Regions from separate parts of the Mus musculus genome. Here region 1 is linked to region 2. The links are chromatin contacts, called in public Hi-C maps. All regions are on one chromosome and are shown on one strand. The core of a region is the stretch at or near the end of the contact, and the rest is flanking DNA. Distances in the headings are between cores, read along the strand shown.

Region 1 (4,992 bases), core at 352-2,851, 840 kb before region 2:
AATTTGAGCTGCACGACTTCTCTTTTCAAAATTCTTTAGCGTCATGTGTCTTTTTATGTTATGCCAAAAACAGATTTGGAGATTTCCCAGGTAAGCACCGAATATCTACAGGAAACAGCTGCGACTGAATAATTCAGACTCAAGGACTCAAAACTCCCGATAATGGAATTTATTTCATGTTTGGGAGGTACTTCTAAGAAAGACCAGGAGATGGGCTATTATTGAACTTCTGCTTTCCAGAAATCTTGAAGAAATGAAAAAAATTAAAAGGAGCCAGCTATTGTGATGTACACCTGTAATTCCAGCACTTGAGGGTTAGAGGCAGGCAAATCTCTGAGTTTGAGGACAGCCTGGTCTGGAGAGAGTTCCAGGACAGCCAGAGCTGTGCAGAGAAACCCTGTCTCAAAACACCCTAAAAAAGAAAAAAGATAAAGGAAAAAAGAAAAAAATATTAACCAACCAACCAACCAACCAACCAACCAACCAATTAACTACCAAAACCAAAAAAGCTGAAAGGCAGAATGAAGAGTCAATTTGAAAAAAAAAAAACAAAAACATGGCTCCTTGGGTTCATTAGACATAGGTTGATAGGATCAAAATATAATGTGTGTTAGGATTTAGCAGCAGAGTCCCTTGGTGGATTGGAGCAGGGCAGTGGTGGCACACACCTTTAATTCTAGCACTTGGGGGGCAGAGGCAGGTGGATTTCTGAGTTCGAGGCCAGCCTGATCTACAGAGTGAGTTCTAGGACAGCCAGGGCTACACAGAGAAACCCTCTCTCAAAAAAACAAACAAACAAACAAACAAACAAACAAACAAATCCTTGGTGGCTTGGAGCAAAGGAATGCTGGGGCAGAAATCACACCATACAACAGGTCTCACTGAAGATTTTGTTTTTTGTTTTTGTTTCATTTCATTTTATTTTATTTTTTACAAAGGCTGCCCCTGAGCAAGGTGGTAGGGAAAAGAGGGCAGGAAGAGAGGGCACTTGGTTTTTATACAGAGATACAGCGCATGCACATAGGGAGAGTGCGTTGTATTTTGCCTGCTGCTGCTGACTTGCTGTTGTTGCTGGGTTACAGAAGGTGGGCTTAGGGGTGGGGTTTCCAACAGTGTGCAACTTTGCTTTAAGTAAAGACTTGAGGGCTATTCTTTGTTCGTTTGTTAGTTTGTTTTTTGCTTTGTTTTTCTAGGCTAGCTTTAAATCTTCTTGTACTTTTGTCTTCATTTAGGATCTTTAAGATGGGCAACACACTTGTAGTTATTAAGAGAGGCAAGATGGAAGTATTTTATTACTTAATTATTACTTACAGGCCAATAAGAACATATGGATACCTGTAAGACACACATGAGGGCTAGGGAGTAGAGAGAGAGAAAAATGGGGACCTGTGAGCCAATGCCTTTAATGGATTCAGAACACATTATCCAAACAAGTTTTTCTGCAGGAAATTTTTGTCAGTGGATAGAAAGGAAACTTCAAGAACTCCTTCTGTGATGGAGACTTGTTTCTATAGTGACTTTGTGCAGGCTGTGCAGCATGTGGAAGTGAACAAGGTCTGTCAAGCAGATTGTAACTGCCACACAGGGAAGTGGCTACTGAGAGGCACTTCTATGAGGCAGATAACCGGATTGACCACAATGAGGAACTAGGAACGTAGCCAAGCGTCACTCGCTTCTGTTATGAGAAAGTTCGACGTATGTTTTAAGTGGTTGATGGTGCAATATAAAATTATAAGAATTCTCCATAATAGTTCCTTTTCCTTTCAGTACACATGAATCAAAGCATTCCCACACATCTGGACCACCTATCTGTCCTGAGCATCCTCTGATTCATCTCTGGATCTTTCTTTGGTATTTTTTCATTTCTCCTTTCCTCTGAATTCTGTTCAATGTGGCCCCTAAACACTAAGCTATCCACATAACTTGCCTTTAACATCCAGGTTAGAATCTGTCACCCCCAAATCTATCTCCTTTTAACTACTTTGTGCAGTATGCCTGTGCATGTGTGTTGTATATGTGTGTGAGTTATATGTATGTGTGTTATGTTATTATATGTGTGTTATATGTACGTGTTATGTGTGTGTGTTTACATGTATTACAGGTGCTCACGAAATAGAAGGGCTTGGTATAAAACTTTCTGAGCCTCCCTCCAAGCCTGTTTTAAATGCAGTGTCAGATAAGAAAGTTTAAAATGTAAATGCATAAAATGATTAAGGGAATTATAATGTTAGTATATATTTATTAGTTTAAATTTGTGATGTTTCATTCTTATAATAATTCAGGGAAGTAGCAAGCTAGTTTAATAAACTTCAGAGGCAACCTGTGTGTAAGACATTTGCAGACACATTCAATTAAGTGTCTAACTTGGTTTTTTCCTTCTCCTCCTCTTCCTCCTCTTCCTCTCCCTTTTTCTTCCCCACTCCTGCTTTTTCCTTCTTTGCCTGACATTAAGAAAGCCACACAGATGAAAATGGCAGCCTTTTAAGAACTGTTTACTTAATTTAGCTGTTACAGTATTTTTAATAGCTTGTTCCATAACTGATACAGTAGCTTAAAGAGTAGGAAATCCTTGCTTAAAATTTAAGTCACGGCAAGTAAGAGTGCAATGTGGTTAGTGACCATTAAGTGCTCAGCTGAAGGAGTCAATTAATGGCTTCCTTGGCCAGTTTAATTTGCCACCATTTGGCAGAAAATATCGTGGGGATGTATCTTGTCCCTTAATTGAGAGAACCACAAATGTCACAGGATTGAATTTGGTTGCACAATTTTAAGTAGACATGTGTTCATGTGTAGGTCTGAGTTTTGTAAAAATGGAAAAAAAAAAAACAAAGCAAGAGCTGTGGTTTTCCTAATCAGTGTTAGCTTGTAAGAGGTCCAATATGTTCCTAGTGCAGCTTGATGGTCAAGGGTCACAGAGCAAAAGCACAGTAGACACAACAGCCAGAGTCACTCGGGACCTTGTGCCAAGAGATGAGAGTGAAGGAAAGAGAGTGTGGCTGCCTTTTAACCCACTTTAGCAAAGGAGTGACACAGCTTAACAATGAAATGGGAATCCAGTGACTGCAGAGGCCTGGTAGCAGCTTAAATACGGTCCTCTGGCATGATGGAGGCTGGTCTGGGAAAGCTCCACCCTGTCTAATGCCTTTCCTTTTCAAGGTGTGAACAGTGACCATATGGTGGGTAAGACTCTAGAATACGATCAAAGTGTGTGTATGAAGTCCTTAGTCTTTAAAAGTCAATGGATGAGTAAGTTAGAAAAGAAGAAGAGCGATTGTAAACTCCACCAAATGAGATTTTCCTGTGTGCCGAACACAGAAGCATTCATAACAAAACCAGGATTTAAATATTGTCCTTCCTATATTATGGAAGAAAATAGAGGCATTGGGAGATTATGTTTATGTTCAGGGTTGTTCAACTTATATGTTCATCAGAGCCTGGATTTGAGTATATGTGTGTTTATGTGTGTGTATGTGTGTGTTTATATGTATGGGTATATATGTGTTTATATGTGTATGTGTATATGTGTGTATGTATGTATGTATGTATGTATGTATGTATGTATGTGTATATCTGTGTGTGTGTGTATGTATGTATGTATGTGTAAAGGACAGAAGACAACCTTGAATATCCTTTCTTAGGTGCCACTTACCTTACCTTTTCTATTTAAAAATTTTCAATTTTTTTCCCCCTTCTACCAACTCCTTCCAAATTCTATTCAACTACCTACCCATCTAACTTCATGTTTTCTCTTTCTCAAAACAGAAACAACAAAACAAACAAATGAAACAAATGTAAAAACAAACAACCAAATAATAACACCCCCCCCCCAGCCCAAACAACAGAAAACACCCACAACACAACAAAATAAAACATGGAGTTCGTTTGCAGTGTCCAACTGCTCCTGGACATGGGGCCCACCTGGAGTATGGTCGATGTACAGTGATACTTCGTTGTTGAAAGTGATTTTGCCCTTTGCCAGCAGGTATAAATTGCAAATAGCTTCTTGGTTAGGGGTGGAACCTTGTCCACTTTCCCCTCCTTAGGACTGAGTGTTGCAGAGTCTCTCGCTTTCTGCATGTTGTCCAGTTGTGAGTCTCTGTGTGTGCTTTTTTTTTTTTTTTTTTTTTGGTTTTTTGAGACAGGGTTTCTCTAGAAGGGGTTTCTGTGATGAGGGATGAGCAACATACTGATTTGAGGCCCAGCTTAGTGTATCACGGAAGGGAGGGGAGGGGAAGGGGGGGAGGTTAGGTTAGTTAGGTTCCTGGTAGAGAGTGATTCTCCAGGTCAGCATGAGTCACAGAAGAATGGAAATGGACTAGAAAGCAAATCTGAAATGGCAAGGGGAAGAACTCACTCTTTTCTTTTTTGAGGCAGGGATTTCCACTGCCCTGCAGTTTATCCAGTTGCTCTCCAGTAAGTCCATCTTGTCTCCACTTTCCCTGTGCTGGGATTCCCCTAGGCTGCCATGCCTGGCTTTCAACTTTTTTTAAAATATGGCTTCTGGAGACTGAATTCCGGTTCTCGTGTTTGTTAGAAAGCATTTTACTAACCGAATTAATTCTCCGGTCCCATTTCTGGCCTTTTAGTCTCCCAGACCCAAATTTTGAACCCCTAGACTATACCAACGAAATGCATTTTGCGCTACGGTCCTATTTATTTTTAGTTTAGCTGTAACTGATTTTAGGCAATCATGCCAGGCTGCTCTTTCTGTTTCGATTCTCATTTCCATGGAAATGTGATGATTCTTAATCGTCTCTTAACCTTCAGCAGTACATTTGCCATCAGGAACGGAAGAAACAGGCACTGTCTTGGCTTGGATTGATGTAGAATCTGATCTTGCCAGCCAACCTTCCCACAGTCCTTTCATTGCAGATGCACGGATGGTTGCGCATGCGGCCTCCCTCCTGATGGTCTTTATCTCTGGCAAAAGAGAAGAAAATAGCATTTAAACACCGAAGCCCAGGCTATTTTTCTTTCTGCTTTACATTTCAA
Region 2 (5,747 bases), core at 1,283-3,782:
GGTGGTGCTCCTTCCCATGGCATTGTTTAGGGCCAGAAACACCTCCTATCATTTCAGTCTAACTCCCTTTGAGATCCTGTATGGAACGCCCCCAGTCCCTTGACCCCAGCTCTTGACCCATCCCTCAGAGTGACTTTTCAGGCTGACAAGGATCTTATAGCTTGATTGAAAGCTTTCAGGATCAGTCACCAGAAATTGTGTCCTAAACTTAGTTCCCTGTATAATGCAGGTAGCCCAAAGATTCCACAGGAGTACCAAGTTAGAGACTGGGTATATGTTAAGAGGCATCGTGCTGAAAACTTGTAAGCAATGTGGAAAGGGCCATTCCTGGTGTTGTTGACCACCCTGACCATCTTTAAAGTTGATGGGATAATTGCCTGGGTTCACATAACTCATGTCAGACCAGCACCTGCACCTGACGCTAACTGGATAGCAACCAGACACCAGAGCAACCCCCTCAAGCTCAAGATCACCCAACCTTCTACAAGTCCAGAGAAACCATGAGATGGCTATGCTGTGTCTTTCTCCCAACACTGAGCCTCAGCACCCTCCACAACCCTACCAAAGTGACTTGGCAAATACTCTCGGCCATTGGGGATGTAGCCTGGTCCACTACAGAGGAACACCTGCCTTATTCCTGGTGGTCTGACCCTGTCTCTGATCTCTGTAAGTTATCTGTGAGATGTCTCTACCCCAGAGAAACAGGAGGAAGGATTACTTGAATGTGGGGGACGAGGGATTTGTGAATCTAAACCGTGTCCCAGAAGCACCCATGGAGGGTGAGGCTTAGGGTATGGACACCCGAAGTTGAGGAGTATCCTACAAGAAACCCCCTTATATGTGTGTGCCCACTCCCGAGATTGGAGAAGCCAGCAGCAGGCCCATCAGTGTGGAGGGGGAACCAATTTTTCTGTTCTACCTGGGGGTGTAAAACATCATGGAGCACATACTGGAGACCATTCCGGGTAGTTAAGGATTCAATTGTCTCAGTGAGAGAAGGGCTAGCCAAGTGGAAGAGAGAAAGAAAACAGTCAGGACTGGTTCGAGTCTTGGTTTAACTCCTCCCCTTGGTTAACCACCCTCATATCGACCGTGTTAGGAACTCAATTGTTTTCCTGCTATTGTTGACTTTTGGACCCTGCATATTGAACAAGCTTATAGCTTTCATAAAAGAGAAAATAGGAGCAGTACAACTGATGGTCCTGCACCAACAATATGAGACCCTGAGGACAGGACCTGAAGAATATGAGTTAGTTACCCAAGAGCCCTGAACATAGCTCCAGGATTGGAGCTTGTACAAGAAAAAGTGGGGAATAAGGGACCCTAAGGGCTTTTCCAGTCCCACACCCTCCTTACAGCTTCCTCCTCCTGCCTGGGGTCAAGGGTAGGCTAATTTCCATTCTCCACCCACAGGAACATTCTTGAGTAAGAAGATTCTCATAAAAACTTCAGAATGTACTAACTGATAGTCACCTGGTCCTCTGGAAAGTCCCAGGTAGAGTTCAAATGCATGCCATGCTTGCTAGCCAATAGATTTAAAGGTCAATATACTTAGCCAATAAGTTTGAACTGTAACCTTACTGATGTAACCTATATCCCTAAAATGTATAAAAACTGCTTGTAACAACCATTGGGGGAAGGGAGTCACCTTCTAGTCACTTGCTTTGAGAGACTAATTGAAGGTCGACTCTGACACCCCAGAAAATAAACCTCTTGCTTTTGCATCGGGAAAAAAAAAAGAAAAAAGAAAAATAATCTAGGCACAGAGAAGTGCCTGTTAAGAAGATGCCAACTCAGAGTGGTTGGATCACAGTGAGAAAGGTGTGTGAGGGGCATGAAGAAACTGCAAGGGAAGGTGGGAAAACATGAAAAGAGGGCTTCACCTTGCAATGCTTTGATAACGTGTTTCAGCTCAACCCTCTTCACTAAGGACCTTTAGGGAAACTGGGGAGGTGGGAGGGAGAGACTGGCTTTTGGTTTCTTGTTTTTCCTTAACCTTAAAAAGCATTTGTGAACTACCAAGTCCATGATTGCTTGGTGTTTTCTAGACAGAAGGAAGTTCAGAGGTGAACTGGAGACCTGACAACATTTTTTTTCTATCAAAACACTTTCTGATTCAAGAGAAACAGCTAAAAGCCTATAATATCCAAGCAAAATCTTGTGGTGGCCCAGCGGCAGCAATACCAGAGTTATAGGGCAAAAAACCGCTTCTACTCCAAGTATCCCAATAAGCTTGTCTCTGCCATCCCTGTGCATCAATTAGGAAAAAATAATAGCAAAAGTCTAAAAAAAAAATAGATTCCATTAAATACGATCATTTTGAGAAGTACAGATAAAAGGGTACACTGACACCAACTCACCTTCAGGACACTGACATAATCCTTAAAGTTAAGTAGAGTAGGGAGAAGATGTGTGCACAATTAAGTAGTTTTAGTCAAAGTGTTATGTGGTTGGTTATTATCTCAGTGTGGCTTCTGCCAGGTGGTTGGTTGTTATCACTGTCATCATTGAGGGGGCCAGCTGGTTCCTAGAAGATGAACACACTGTCTCAAAGGTACAGCCTTGTCACTGCAGTTAATTGCCCTAATTTGAGGAGGAAGCTGTGATGTGTCTGTCCTTTGTCTTTCCGTTGCTTTGAGACAGTTTTAATCCCTGAGCATAAAAATGTTTGTCAATCAGTCCAGCTTTTTGTTTGTCTTAACCTCTTTTCCTTGTAGTACTGAGGAGCAAACCTAGGTTGGCACATGCAAGTGATCTAAGAGGAAAAAGGTGAAAGAAGCAAATGATTTGAAAAACCTAAGTCCAAAAGGGCAGGTTGAACAATTTGTAAACTGAACAGACATTTGTAAAGTCTCCTAGGCTGAAGTTGGAGCTGAAAATCCATCAAGAAGCTGAAATGTTATTCAGGATTACACGCTTTTCTTTTAAACTCCCAAGACTCCAGTCAAAGAGTTAAAGAAGTCGGGGAATTAAGGAAAAGTAAAAAGGAGTCAAACCTCAAAATGCTTGAAACTCAACTCTAGACAGTTTAAGCGCTCCCGAATGAAGGTTACTATATCCACCACATCTACCCACCAAGTAAAACTGAGACATGAGCTTCCAAGACTTACATGCTTCTACCAATTTTATATAAAGAATATTCAAGAGAGAGAGAGCCCAACATGAAATATTGAACTGAAAACAAGACAACAAAATATAAATCTATATATCATCCAGAAAATGGAGTTCTCTGACATAGTAATTTGTTTATAGTGTATAAAGATATTAAAGATAAGGGGATGCATGGTAAGAGAACCATAGAAATTATAATTCAAATTAAAAACTTTAGGATAGTACATAGACTAATTAATAACGGGCCTTGAGAAGTCGGTATATAGGTTTAACAGAATATTGGGCTGTGTAATTGAGGGGGAAAAATGAGATCCAAGATAAGTAAATACTCAGATGAAAGAAAAGTAAAGTTTAAATGTGACACTAAAGGCATTTCAAAAATGTCATATAGGAGCTTACAATGAAACATTCCTAAAATATATCCATACACATATGTAAAAACTGTTTAAATAGAGTTACACTATAATGAGGCAACGATGTCCTTACAAGATACTGCAGGTCAGAAAAAAAGAAGCTCAGTGTCATGAAGGGGTCACCTAGTTTGCCATTGTGGCCAGCAAGGTTCCACAGATCCCCAGACATTTCAGGTTATTACCAGTGCTCTTGGTTACCCTGCAGAACTTAATGGTTAGACCTTCTCATTGAGTAGATGACATACTTGAGTCCTAGAACTCGGTGTAATCAAACTGGTACTTACCTGGAAGCTTCATTCCCTGGTTAGCTATTATGGTGCTGGAAGATGCTGTGCTTGTTATCAGGAGAGAAAGCAATTATCAATCTTACAAAGATGTGGTCTCCAATAACAACTGGCCTGGCAGGACATGCTTGCTGATATACTAGTATCAGTGGAGTAACTAACAACTTCATGATTGGATATATGCCCACTCCACAAATTGAAGCATTATTGAGGCCAAGAACCTGTGAATAGATATAAATCATAGGCCCTAGAGGAGAACCTACTACTGTTATTTTGTTAAGTGGGCATAATTTTAAACCAGCTCCTAATGATGTATTATTGCACTCTTCTTAGTTTAATCTCTTGGTGCTAAAGAGGTGGCTCCATGGTTAAAAGCACTACCTGCTCTTCAGGAAAATCTGGGTTCAATTCCCAACACCTATGTGGCAGTTCACAATTGTCTGTAACTCCAATCTCAAGGGATCTGATGCCCTCTTCTGACCCCCAACAACACACATAAGGCACACAAACATACGTGCAGAACAAACACCGAAACACACAAAAGTAAATAAACTCAACTTAAAGGTCTGTTAGTTCATCTCTCAACCCTCATCAGAGATGCTTCCGTTTGTAGTAGATGGCAGTTAACAGAGACTCACTAGTCAAGGTGCAAAGAGTAAGAGACTAGAGTATGTTCAGTCACAAACAGGACATATATTTCACACTGTCTACTTCCAAGATCCAGTGATCATTGTGGAAGAGAGTGCAGAAAGATTGCAAAAGCCAGAATGGTGGGTGACTACCAGAAAACAGTGTTTTCTGTATGCAGCAGAGCAGCTGCCTTATGAATGCATATCAACTGTAGCAGCATACACAAGTCATGCACAAGTTCAAGCCAGACAAAGTCTTGGTATGGAAATGCAAGGTAAGCAGTAAGTCTGAGATCCCTCATAGAGGCAAAGGGGAGGGAGGAGAGGGTAATGTAATGGGAGGTTGTAGAAGAGTAACAGGAAGGGGGATATCATTTGAAATGTAGATGAATAAAATTACATATATATACATATATGTGTGTGTGTGTGTATGTGTGTGTGTGTGTGTGTGTGTGTGTGTGTGTGTGTGTGTGTGTGTAGATACTGACCATCGATAGCTGCCTGAAGAGTGAGAATCATCCTTTTCAAATGTGTGGTCCATGGTAGATTGACCACATTCCAGTACTCAGTTGCTCATCTGAGAATATTTGGGCATAGGAGCAGCATAAACTATATGTGATGGACATTTGAGAAAGAGGGAGAGAGAGAGAGAAAGAACATAAAGCTGGATGGATCTGAGAAGTCTGGGGAAAGGGTGGTGAATATATCAAAATGTATCATATGAAATTCTCTAAAAACTAATAAAAATAAGAAAAGGGTCTCAAATTGTAGGTGAAAGACAAATAGAGTGTAAAGAAAGATTCATCAGGAGTAATTGGAGAAAGAGGAAACCAAAGAACAGAATGAAACCACCTTCAACTCTGATAAGATGGATGAAGTCAGAGATTCAGAAGCCACTAGGAACCAAGCAAAATAATAATGAAGGAAATTAAACTTGCACAAGGAATCAGAAGGCAAGAGAAAAGCAATGTATAAGAACCTTCAGGCCAGCAGTATAAAAAGGTGCCCTATTTGCAAGAGTAGAAGACACAAGACAAGATTACACTTTCAGCTGTCATTGTTTTAAAAGACAGTCATTCATTCGCAGCCTGAACCCTGGTGGGGGGCGGGGGGCGGGGGGCAGGGAAATCAAGGAAATAGAAATTGCTGCTACTGGACTCACGCACTGACAGGAGAATGCAAAGAGATATAAAATGAGAAGAAAGGAAAGCAAATGAGTGAATATGAGTATGTGTTGACACTCATAAAAGAGAAATTACAACCCTCCAAGCATGAAACTATATGAAGAGTTCTCTGTATTATCTGAAAAT

Evidence for each region. A called contact is a pair of places that touch in the nucleus more often than the background predicts.
Region 1: a Hi-C map of the G1E-ER4 cell line shows a contact between it and region 2, with 5 times the contacts expected there.

What each region holds. Positions count from the first base shown.
Region 1 is chr19:36,003,105-36,008,096 of GRCm38.p6, reverse strand. The region is part of intron 1 of Htr7 (5-hydroxytryptamine (serotonin) receptor 7); the gene reads left to right. Among named protein-coding and RNA genes, the nearest start is that of Htr7, 52 kb to the left of the region's middle.
Region 2 is chr19:35,167,511-35,173,257 of GRCm38.p6, reverse strand. No RefSeq gene overlaps it. Among named protein-coding and RNA genes, the nearest start is that of Gm31568, 18 kb to the right of the region's middle.